Linked DNA regions of Zea mays: region 1 is linked to region 2. The links are chromatin contacts, called in public Hi-C maps. All regions are on one chromosome and are shown on one strand. The core of a region is the stretch at or near the end of the contact, and the rest is flanking DNA. Distances in the headings are between cores, read along the strand shown.

What was found. Hi-C and Micro-C count contacts between places; a contact is called where the count stands out from the background.
Region 1: a contact with region 2 is called in a Hi-C map of leaf, with 9 times the contacts expected there. The contact joins the promoter of LOC542488 here to the promoter of LOC100283836 in region 2. A contact is called at or near these places in 15 of 25 Hi-C or Micro-C datasets (bundle sheath, ear, endosperm and 5 more) and 2 of 3 datasets of contacts at active chromatin or transcription factors (leaf and seedling).

The regions. Positions count from the first base shown.
Region 1 is chr1:158,673,643-158,678,330 of Zm-B73-REFERENCE-NAM-5.0, reverse strand. It overlaps LOC542488 (rough sheath 2), which reads left to right and starts at 1,532. Exons shown (of 2, transcript NM_001112039.2): 1 at 1,532-2,160; 2 at 4,479-4,688. The coding sequence starts at 4,527.
Region 2 is chr1:158,901,614-158,906,084 of Zm-B73-REFERENCE-NAM-5.0, reverse strand. It overlaps LOC100283836, which reads left to right and starts at 1,523. Exons shown (of 8, transcript NM_001156734.1): 1 at 1,523-1,723; 2 at 2,617-2,773; 3 at 2,931-3,008. The coding sequence starts at 2,625.

The DNA of each region.
Region 1 (4,688 bases), core at 283-2,782, 230 kb after region 2:
CTAAACGTAAATTTACTTCGGTTTAGGGGCTAAAATACAAAAAATTCGGCTTTCAAGACCCAAGGTAAGAAACTTGAGGTAGTCAAAGACTTGACCGAGAGGCTAGATTCTCTTGCCCAAACCTAGGACTCAGCCCTGGTCGAATAAGCAAAGATCACTGAGCTCAAAAGCAATTCTTGTCTGTGTCTGAGAAGGCTATAGACAATGAGAGATCCGTTAATAGAGGATTGGTTGCTCGGTTGTACTTAGCCACCAAGGCCAGAAACTCGGCTGATGAAGAGAAACATTAGTAAGTTCCTAAGCGCTTTGGTCTTTTTAATACTTCCTTATGTTTGCCCAAAACCTGGTCCTGCCAAAAACTTGTTCTTGTCAATCAGTTGTGTCAATATGGACGACTTACATCCATGATGTTGAAGAATGTCATGTACCCAAAGTAGTGTGAAGAGTCCGATAAGAAAAATCACCCAACATTAAATAAATAGTGAGATGGAGAGTCTGAATAGCTGATATAAAATTTAGAAGTAAAAATGTATTGATTGCTGACAAAAAAATCGTAAGATATTAAGATCAATAACAATACTATATGTTATTTATTTTTATCTAATTATTATGCTAATAGTAGCTGATATAACCACACACAGTTATTATACTAGTTTGACCTGTGTAACTGTTGGCCACAGAACAGGCTAGCTACTCGTCATGGGCACTCACTCAGGCGTGCCTGTTGAGTAGGAGCAGTAGTAGTAAAAAAGAAGAAGGAAAAAAAAGCGATCTCTAATCCGCGCGGCGCGGGGGCCATGCTGCCGTGATTTGACTCGTGGAAGCCCTCCTCCACGCTCGCTCCCCATCTTTTTCGTCGCTTTCCACGCGCGCTGTGCTCGCTGCCACGACAAGACGCGACGCCGACGACGTACGGCGCCTTTTCCCACCGCCCGCCCGCGCGCCGGCCAGCCCCCCAGAGATGCTGCCATTTCATTTCCCACCCCATCCCATCGATCGTCACTCTACTACTACTAATATTGAAGGAGCGATTAAAGCCAGCTATTAACATTGAAGGAGTAGTAGAAGCTGCAAATTCAACCCAAACGGATAGATTGTATAGGACTGGAATGAGTTTATTTCTTTGAATCTGATTTTTTTGCGTAAAATTTGATTCGGGGCGCGTATCCACCCACCCACGCGCGCACGCCAGAGAGGCCGGAGCCATGTCCGTCCATGTCGCTCGCTCGTCCCATCAATCAACTCTCCAACAGTCTCGCCTCTTCTCTTCTCTTCTCTCTCTCTTTTCTTTAACTTCTCTCTCCTTCCATCCCCCGCTGCCTCTGCGTGCTCAGCCCAGGGCCAGGGCCGGGCAAGCCAGTACTGCGAAGTCAGCTCGCAGCAGAGAAAGCACCCCCGGCCCACCCCCACAACCACGTACTGTATACTGCTGCCACTGCGCCAGCCAGCACGCTCCTCCACCTCCATGTGCATGCTGCAGCTGGAGCTGCATGTGTAGGCGTGGCCGTGTCCCGTCTCTCGTCTCGTGTGGGGGTGCCTGTGCTCATGCCATTGCCATTGCCATTGCCATGCTGCGTGCCGCTGTTGCCCGTGCTTCACCTGCGCTGCGCCCCCCTGCTCCACTCCATCCTAGTAGCTCTACAGCTTCGAGTAGCTCGCTCTCACTCGCGCTCTCTACCGCTCCGGCTCGCTGAGACCCTGACCCTGTGTCCCTGTCTATATATACACGCGCGCCCCCTTTCCGGGCATCCCTTTTCCTCCCGCCCGCGCCCCCGTCTTTTCCTTTCCGCGTGCCCTAATTTCTCGCTGCGCCTTGTCCCCCACACCTCCCTCCCTCCGCCGCTGGTGCTCTCTCCTCCTATACATACAAACACATACACACAAGCTCGCTCGCTCGCTCACGGGCTGTGAGAGAGGCCGTGGAAAGGAATCTTTCAGCTCACACCTCCCTATCCCTCCCTCCCTCCCTCCCTTCTCCTCCTACTGCTACTGCTCGCCAGGTCCCCTCGCTCGCTCGTCGTCTTCAACCTCACACAATTATTTGTGCTCCCGCTCCTTCCGTCCGTCCTTCCTCCCCCCTCCCCTCTCCCGCTCCTGCTGCCTTGCCTCTCAGCCGAGGGACGCCAAGGTCTCTGCCAGGATGGTGTAGGCCGTGCCTCTGTAAGTTCTTCGTTTCCTAGCTTTACTATCAACGCGCACGTATTAGTTCACTCGTTCGTTCGTCTCTGGTTGTGTGGATTATTGGGGAGGAGTAGCAGTAGTGGCAGTCTGATCTGGTTTAGCATGTCTTCTTGCATTCGGGTTGTTTTTTACGGCACCTCCTACATAGTAGCAGTAGCAGTACTGTGGTAGAGATGTTGATTTGTGACAAGGATTGTTCCTCAGTTTCCGGGTCTTTTATTTTACCAGAGGAAGCGCGCGGGTGCAGCCGCTGAATGTGATGTGTCCCCGGTTTTTTTTCTTCTATTTTTCTCTCTCGTTCTTTATTTCGTGGTATGTGCGCGTGAGCAGGAGAATTTCTTTTTTTGAAAGGCGAGCAGCAGGAGATTGTGTCGTCGATTTCGTTCCCAAAAATTTGGCTATTTAGTTCATGTCCTGCGGCCCCCCTATTTATTTCCTCCTGTTCGTCGGCGAGAACCGTCGGTCGTCTGCCTCGTACGTGAATTCTTCTCGTTCGGCTTCAGGTGTGCGGCGGCGGTCCTGAACTCGTTTTGGTCTGTCAGAATAGTTACTAGTTAGTTTGGTGCCATGGTTCTTCAGAAATCTTCCCGGTCGTCAACGCCATGTTTTCTTCACCCACCATTGTCCAGCTTGATCTCATCTCCCCTGGATGCCCTTTGGAGTATTAACCAATTAAGATCGAGCAAGGATCTGCAGCATGCGAAAATGATGAAGAAACCTTTGGGGGGGGGGAAAAAGAGAAGAGAATCGCTACTCCTATTCCTATATGATACTGTAAAGTTCACATCCAGCAGTCCACTCCAAGCAAGCCCTACGCAGATCCAACAAGTCCCATCCTACCCTTGTACTACATATATGTCGTAGGGTACCACCACACTGATCTGGCGTCGACACGTTGCTGTCCGCATTGTTGGGGCTATGTTTCCTCATCATGGTTTCACCATGCTTTGATTAGACGTAGATTTCGTAGAACCAACCAATCCTCAACAACACCACTTGGCCATCTCATGATTGTGTGTAGGGCATCACTACCCCCCCCCCCCCCCCCCCCCCCCCTCTCTCTCTCTTTCTCTGTCAAAATCTGGTCTTGTCTCCTTCACAGCACCGCCCTCCTTTTTTTTACATACAGTACAGTACAGGAGCCAAATCACTCACCTTCCCCGCCGCTCTTTTTTTCAACCATCCACAACCTCGGCGACGGGACGCATGGGGGAGTAGCACCGCCGTCTCTAACCCGGCGTTAGCAAGGCGCCGGAGCGCGGATTATTAGGGCTTGGTCCCGCGCGTCATCAAGGTCGCATTGACTCAGAGTTTTGCCTCACATTCCCTCGCCTTGGTTTCTAGCTTTTCGCTGGGGTAGAGAGGAGTATTAGGTCGGGCATTTAAACCTGGCAGATTTTAGCTTCGTCCTGGTTCATGCGCCACGTTAATGGCCGACGGCGACCTGGCTGGCTCCAGCAACAAGACAAGCGCGCGAGAAACCAGCGCGCGCGTGCTCGCTCGTAGTGCCCACACCTTTGTCTCCATGTGTATGTGTGGGGGTGTGGGTGGATGCTGATTGATAGCGGCGTCGCCATGAATCCATGCCGCTTGGTCCGGATTGACCTTGGACTGAAGGTTGATGGACAATACAGAGGCTAGTACATTTTTTACAGTGAAATCTACTGTGTGGGTTAAACTCGGGTGGTTACTCACTGCTCTGTCGTAGTATTAACTGGTCAAGTAAGGAACTGGAGGAATTAACTCCTTTTCTTCTGCTCATACTGGAGTAGGTCATGCACGGCAGTGTAAATGTTGCCTGGAGCCAGCTGCAGATCATCCTGTCACCTGAGTAAATTGTGGCCTAACAACTGCACGTCTCTATCCCACCGTTTATTATTTCAAACACATGTCAGGGTCAGAACAGTGTTGTGTACGTCCACTGCTGGTGAGCTCACAGCTCACTCAGCCTTTGAGCTGTTTCTCGAGCGTGCATTGGCGGCCTCTGCACTCTGCAGCAGCGCTGCAGCGACTAGCTAGCTAGCAAGCTTTGCTGGCTAACCACCACTGACGTGGTTGCTTTTGTTCCCCGTCCGGCATGCTAATCACTGTCCTTCACGTAGCAAGATGCTGACTGAGACATATCCGTGGTCTTTGCAGTAGTTATTAGCATATACTTTTTTTTGTTCTTGTTATTTCTTTTTTTCAATCCTCATGAGCTAAAGAGCTAATTAAAGATTTGGTCTTTGTTTTGGCTTCGCATGGTCGGACACATATATACATGGGACCGTGGATGCAATCCAATGCAATGCAAGCAGCGCGCATTATGAGGTGTGGTGGTGAGGGATGGGCGATGGCCTTTGCAGATGAAGGAGCGACAGCGCTGGCGGCCTGAGGAAGACGCCGTCCTGCGCGCCTACGTCCGGCAGTACGGCCCCCGCGAGTGGCACCTGGTGTCGCAGCGCATGAACGTGGCCCTCGACCGCGACGCCAAGTCGTGCCTGGAGCGCTGGAAGAACTACCTCCGC
Region 2 (4,471 bases), core at 274-2,773:
CGGTTTGCCTTCCGAAACCGGGTGTGACAGTTTTCTATGGGTAAGAGCCATGCCACCCTGATTGTGTCTCGTGATCAGGGCGACATCGTTCTTGTTCGTTGATCGCGTCTCGTGATCAGGGCGACGTCGTTCTTGTTCGTTAAAATCTTTGTGTTCTCTCATACTGAAGCGTTTTTATGGTGAGAAGCACTAGTTATCGTAGTATTTACAAGAAAATGTCGGCAGATTTGTCATATTTATGTGTTGTCTGCCGAACAGAAACGTTTAGCCGCCCCAACACGAATTCTCAAGTGTAAGGGCGGCGCCTCACTTTGTTTCATCTAGTGGATCTGATCTGTTATGGTTAGTCTTTGATCCATCAAGGATCTATTTAATATCTACATAGTTAGGCCTTGCATACGGGTTGGATGTTCTGGTAACATGCTGGATACTTCGTGTTGGCTCGGGTAGGGATTGTTTCGGAAATCGGCTTACGCTGGTTTTTAGGCCTCTCATCCGGTCGACACTTGGATGTCTGTCACTCTTGCTAGGCCCAGCTATGTGCAGGATTTTCCGACTGTGCAATGAAACTTTAACCATAGTGGTTTGGGTGTACCTGGTGCAAGCAGAGCGAGGTCTCAAGAGCCATCGACTCCATGCTCGCTAGCGTGTGGATCTGATGCGAGCCTGGGGAGACGATCGACTTCTTACAACCAATATGACTCGGGGAGCCAAACATGGCTCAAACTAACGTTTGCATGTGTTTGTGTATGCAAGAAACCAACTCGGAGCACATCGACACCCTCCTGATCGGGTATAGGTCAGGTGGCACGCTAGGAGAACCTCAAAGCCAGGCCGTACGCCAAGATCCGAGCCGCTGATCGAGGGACCGGGGCCCGCTAGCCGTCCTGAAAAGCCTCCCGGCTCCTCGTGTTGCCTGTTGTCTCTCAACTGTGGGTTTCGGGTGGCAACATATCCAAATCGAGATTAGATCTTTAATATACACACTTTAAAAGTTTACGAACCGTATTAACACACCCGCTCAAGTCAAGGGACCAAAAATGCTCTTTACTCTATATACAAACGTAGGACACTTAATACTAGTTTGCATTAGGGGCATGTTTGGTTCAACTTTTTTTCTGAGGCTGGCTATGGAGAGAATCTGAGTATCGTACGTGCGGGGGAAGATAAAAGAGTCTATGGAGTTTAGGATGTAGAAAGTGATGGTTCGCTACTATCGCAGATTTTGGACAGTTTTTACTAAAATGTTTTTTTATAGAAGTGGACGGAAAAACCGAGCATTTGCAGTCTAGCAGGTTCTAATGGCTAGAAGCTCAAAAAAAGTGGAACAAACATAGCCTAGGTTTGCTAGTTGGAAGAGGTGTAAAGAAGCAAATTCAGAAACGGACAATAGTCAAAGGAATAATTGGATCTCGTAGTTAAATTCCTAGACAGGCCAGCGCCGGCCCACCGGCGCGATGCCGGGCAAAGGCCGGAGCGCCTATATACTCTCTTATCAAGGCACGGGCGCACGGCACGGCCCATCACCCATCACGTATCGCTCCCTCCCTCGGCCCTCGATCGTACGGCGCGAGCGTTGCGCTCCACGCCTTCCTCTTCCTCGTCTGGCATCGCGAACCGCCGCACCCCACCCACCCGCCCACAGGCCACAGCCCACCCCCTTCTCCAGGTCTCTCCCCGGCGGCGGCGGGTGCGGTTCTCCGGCCATCACCGTGCGCACCAGGTAACTCCCTATCTCTCACTCCCTTCGTTTCTCTCTCAGTGCACCACGGCTGTCCATAAGTGGGCGCGCTCTTGTGGAGACCTTTCGCCGCAAACCCTAGCTGTGCAACGCACCGATAGATCCGTCATTACGGTTTAGATCTGCACGGGAGTAGTTACAACTAGTATTCCTCAACTAGCGAGGAGCTGTTTACTAGTTGCGGGATTACGAGGGGTGATTTTTCTCCACTGGGAATTTTAGATCTCGATTGCCTTTTGCGACGACTTGTTAGACTTGTTTGGGTTATTGTCCAAGCTGAGACTTGTAGGTGCACCAACGCCAATGCTTTCGCTAACGGCTAAGTTGTGTTGTGAGGTGATTGTGCTTTATCTTAGCGGGTCGTCTGAGGATTTGCCGGGTTATGCTTTTGATCTGTAGCGCTCCTCATTTTGTTTTACTCTAGGTTTAAATTAGACCGTTTGCCGATTCTTATTTGGAACTGCAATTTAATAACTGGACTGGAAAGACCATACCTCTGCTTTGTCTATTTTGGTTTAGTTAGTCAGAAAGAAACAGTGAACATACATGTTAATGCAGTTTCCATTGTAATACTTTGCCTCATCCTGTGGTTTAAGATTAGCATGATCTATTCTATGCCATGTCACCGGTGAATTTTTAAGTTGTTTGTCATTTTCAAGCATCTGATGAACTGTGCATCAAATGGCGATGAACACTCATTTTTGTTTTGTTATACATGACTTCAGTGCCCATGAATGATTTTGTATTTGTATGTTCTAGCCTGTAAGCTATACGCAGGCTGAATTGTAATGTACGACAATACACCACTCATAAGTCTGATTTACCGAGCCTGTATTTTTATTAACATGGTCTGTTATGTTTCGGTGCAATTACAGGAAAAACTATGAGGAGGTACAGCCCCCCTTATCGCAGCCCCCCCAGGAGGGGATATGGTGGCAGAGGAAGAAGCCCCCCTCCTCCCAGGAGGGGATATGGAGGACGCAAGGAGGGTAGTGGAAGCCTTTTGGTCCGCAACATCCCATTAAGTGTCAGGTACAGAAACTGTGCATGCAAAACAGTGTACTTTTTCCTTCCATCTTTAAAAGAATAAATTGATCTTCATTTTATGACATACTGTTTTAAATAAAGAACCGAATACTCCTATGATACTTGAGTAGTTGACTTTAATTTTCTTCTCAAACTTTGTAAGAGCGGAGGATCTTCGAGTTCCTTTTGAAAGGTTTGGCCCTGTTCGGGATGTTTACATTCCAAAGGACTATTACTCTGGGTAAGTTGTACTAAATCACCATATTCTGTGAGTTATGTCTTAATTCCTCAAAAAGATAGCTATTGCTGTTTCTATAATGTTTGGAGCTTTAAATAGTTGGAGACCTGGCTAGTTTTTCTTGGTCATAATCAACAACAAGAAGAACATCAAAGCTTTTTATCCCAAGCAAGCTGGGTATGCTAGAGTTAAAAATCCAATAGAACCCACAAGTCAAGGTTCGGGCACATGGATGGGTATATCCTATCATCTCAAGTCTCTTTTCATTGCCTCTTTCCATGTCAACTTTGGTTTTCCTCTTCCTCTCTTCTCGTTGCTTCGTGCCTTAGGATCCCACTACGTACTGGCGCTTCTAGAGGGTCTCTGTTGGACATGACCAAACCATCTCAACCATAGTTATTAAGGCGGTAAGGCGACCGACCCCCTTTTACCTTTCATCGGGTAAAGTGTAAGGTGAGGCAACACCTCATTTATATAGATATAAATATAAATAAAAAATAGACCAAATATTATATATATCAATAATTCAAAGTTAATAAGCAATCTAGCACAATTGTAAAGTCTATTAGGCCCATTTCGACATAGTAGAAGAGAGAAATAGGAAAACAGAAAAAGAAAAAAGCCCACAACCAGCTGTCCAGCCCAACACACTAGTTTTATGATAAACCTACCGCCAGCCTCAGCCGCTCTCCACTCTCAGCTGCCAGCGCAGCTGTCCTCTCTCCCTCTCCCCTGCGCCGCCGCCGCACTTCTACCGGAGCCCTTCGCGCTGCTAGCCTCAGCCACTCTCCTATCTCTCCCTCTCTCGCAGCTCTCCTCCTCCTCTCCCCCGCGCTGCCGCCGTGCATTTCCCGGAGCCATGCGCGCCGCAGAGCCTCCTCACACTCACACCTTACTCTCGCGGGCAAGGTGACAGGATGCCTTATGAGTCCAAGCCCGCCTTACCTCTTAAGCGTCACTTTAGGGACGCCTTAATAGCCTTGATCTCAACCGATGTTGGACATGTCCAAACAATCTCAACCGATGTTGAACAAGCTTTTCTTCAATTGGTGTTGTCCCTAGCCTATCAACCTCTTGGTCATAATCGTCAAACTAATTTTCTAGAGGCATGAATTATAGAACTGACATCCTATATTTAACAAAGTGAACACTAGTGCATACTTCAGTTTCAGTGCAATGTCTAATTTGCAATGTGTTTGGTGCGCTTAAGCTCTGATGAGTCTCATGTTATTTTTTTTGCAATCGACTTGCACCATCAATTGATATCTAACAACATGATGGAGTATGAACTTGTACTCTGCTTTCCCATAGCCAATTCATCATTGCACTATGTGGATTATATTTTCTTAATGATTCCCAGGGTTGTGTTAGTTTGAAGTATAAGCATACTCTTTGTTTCTCAAAGAATGCCTTTTAACATTACTAACAATTCATTTGCTTGGCAAGATAGAGTCTTGTCCAATGAA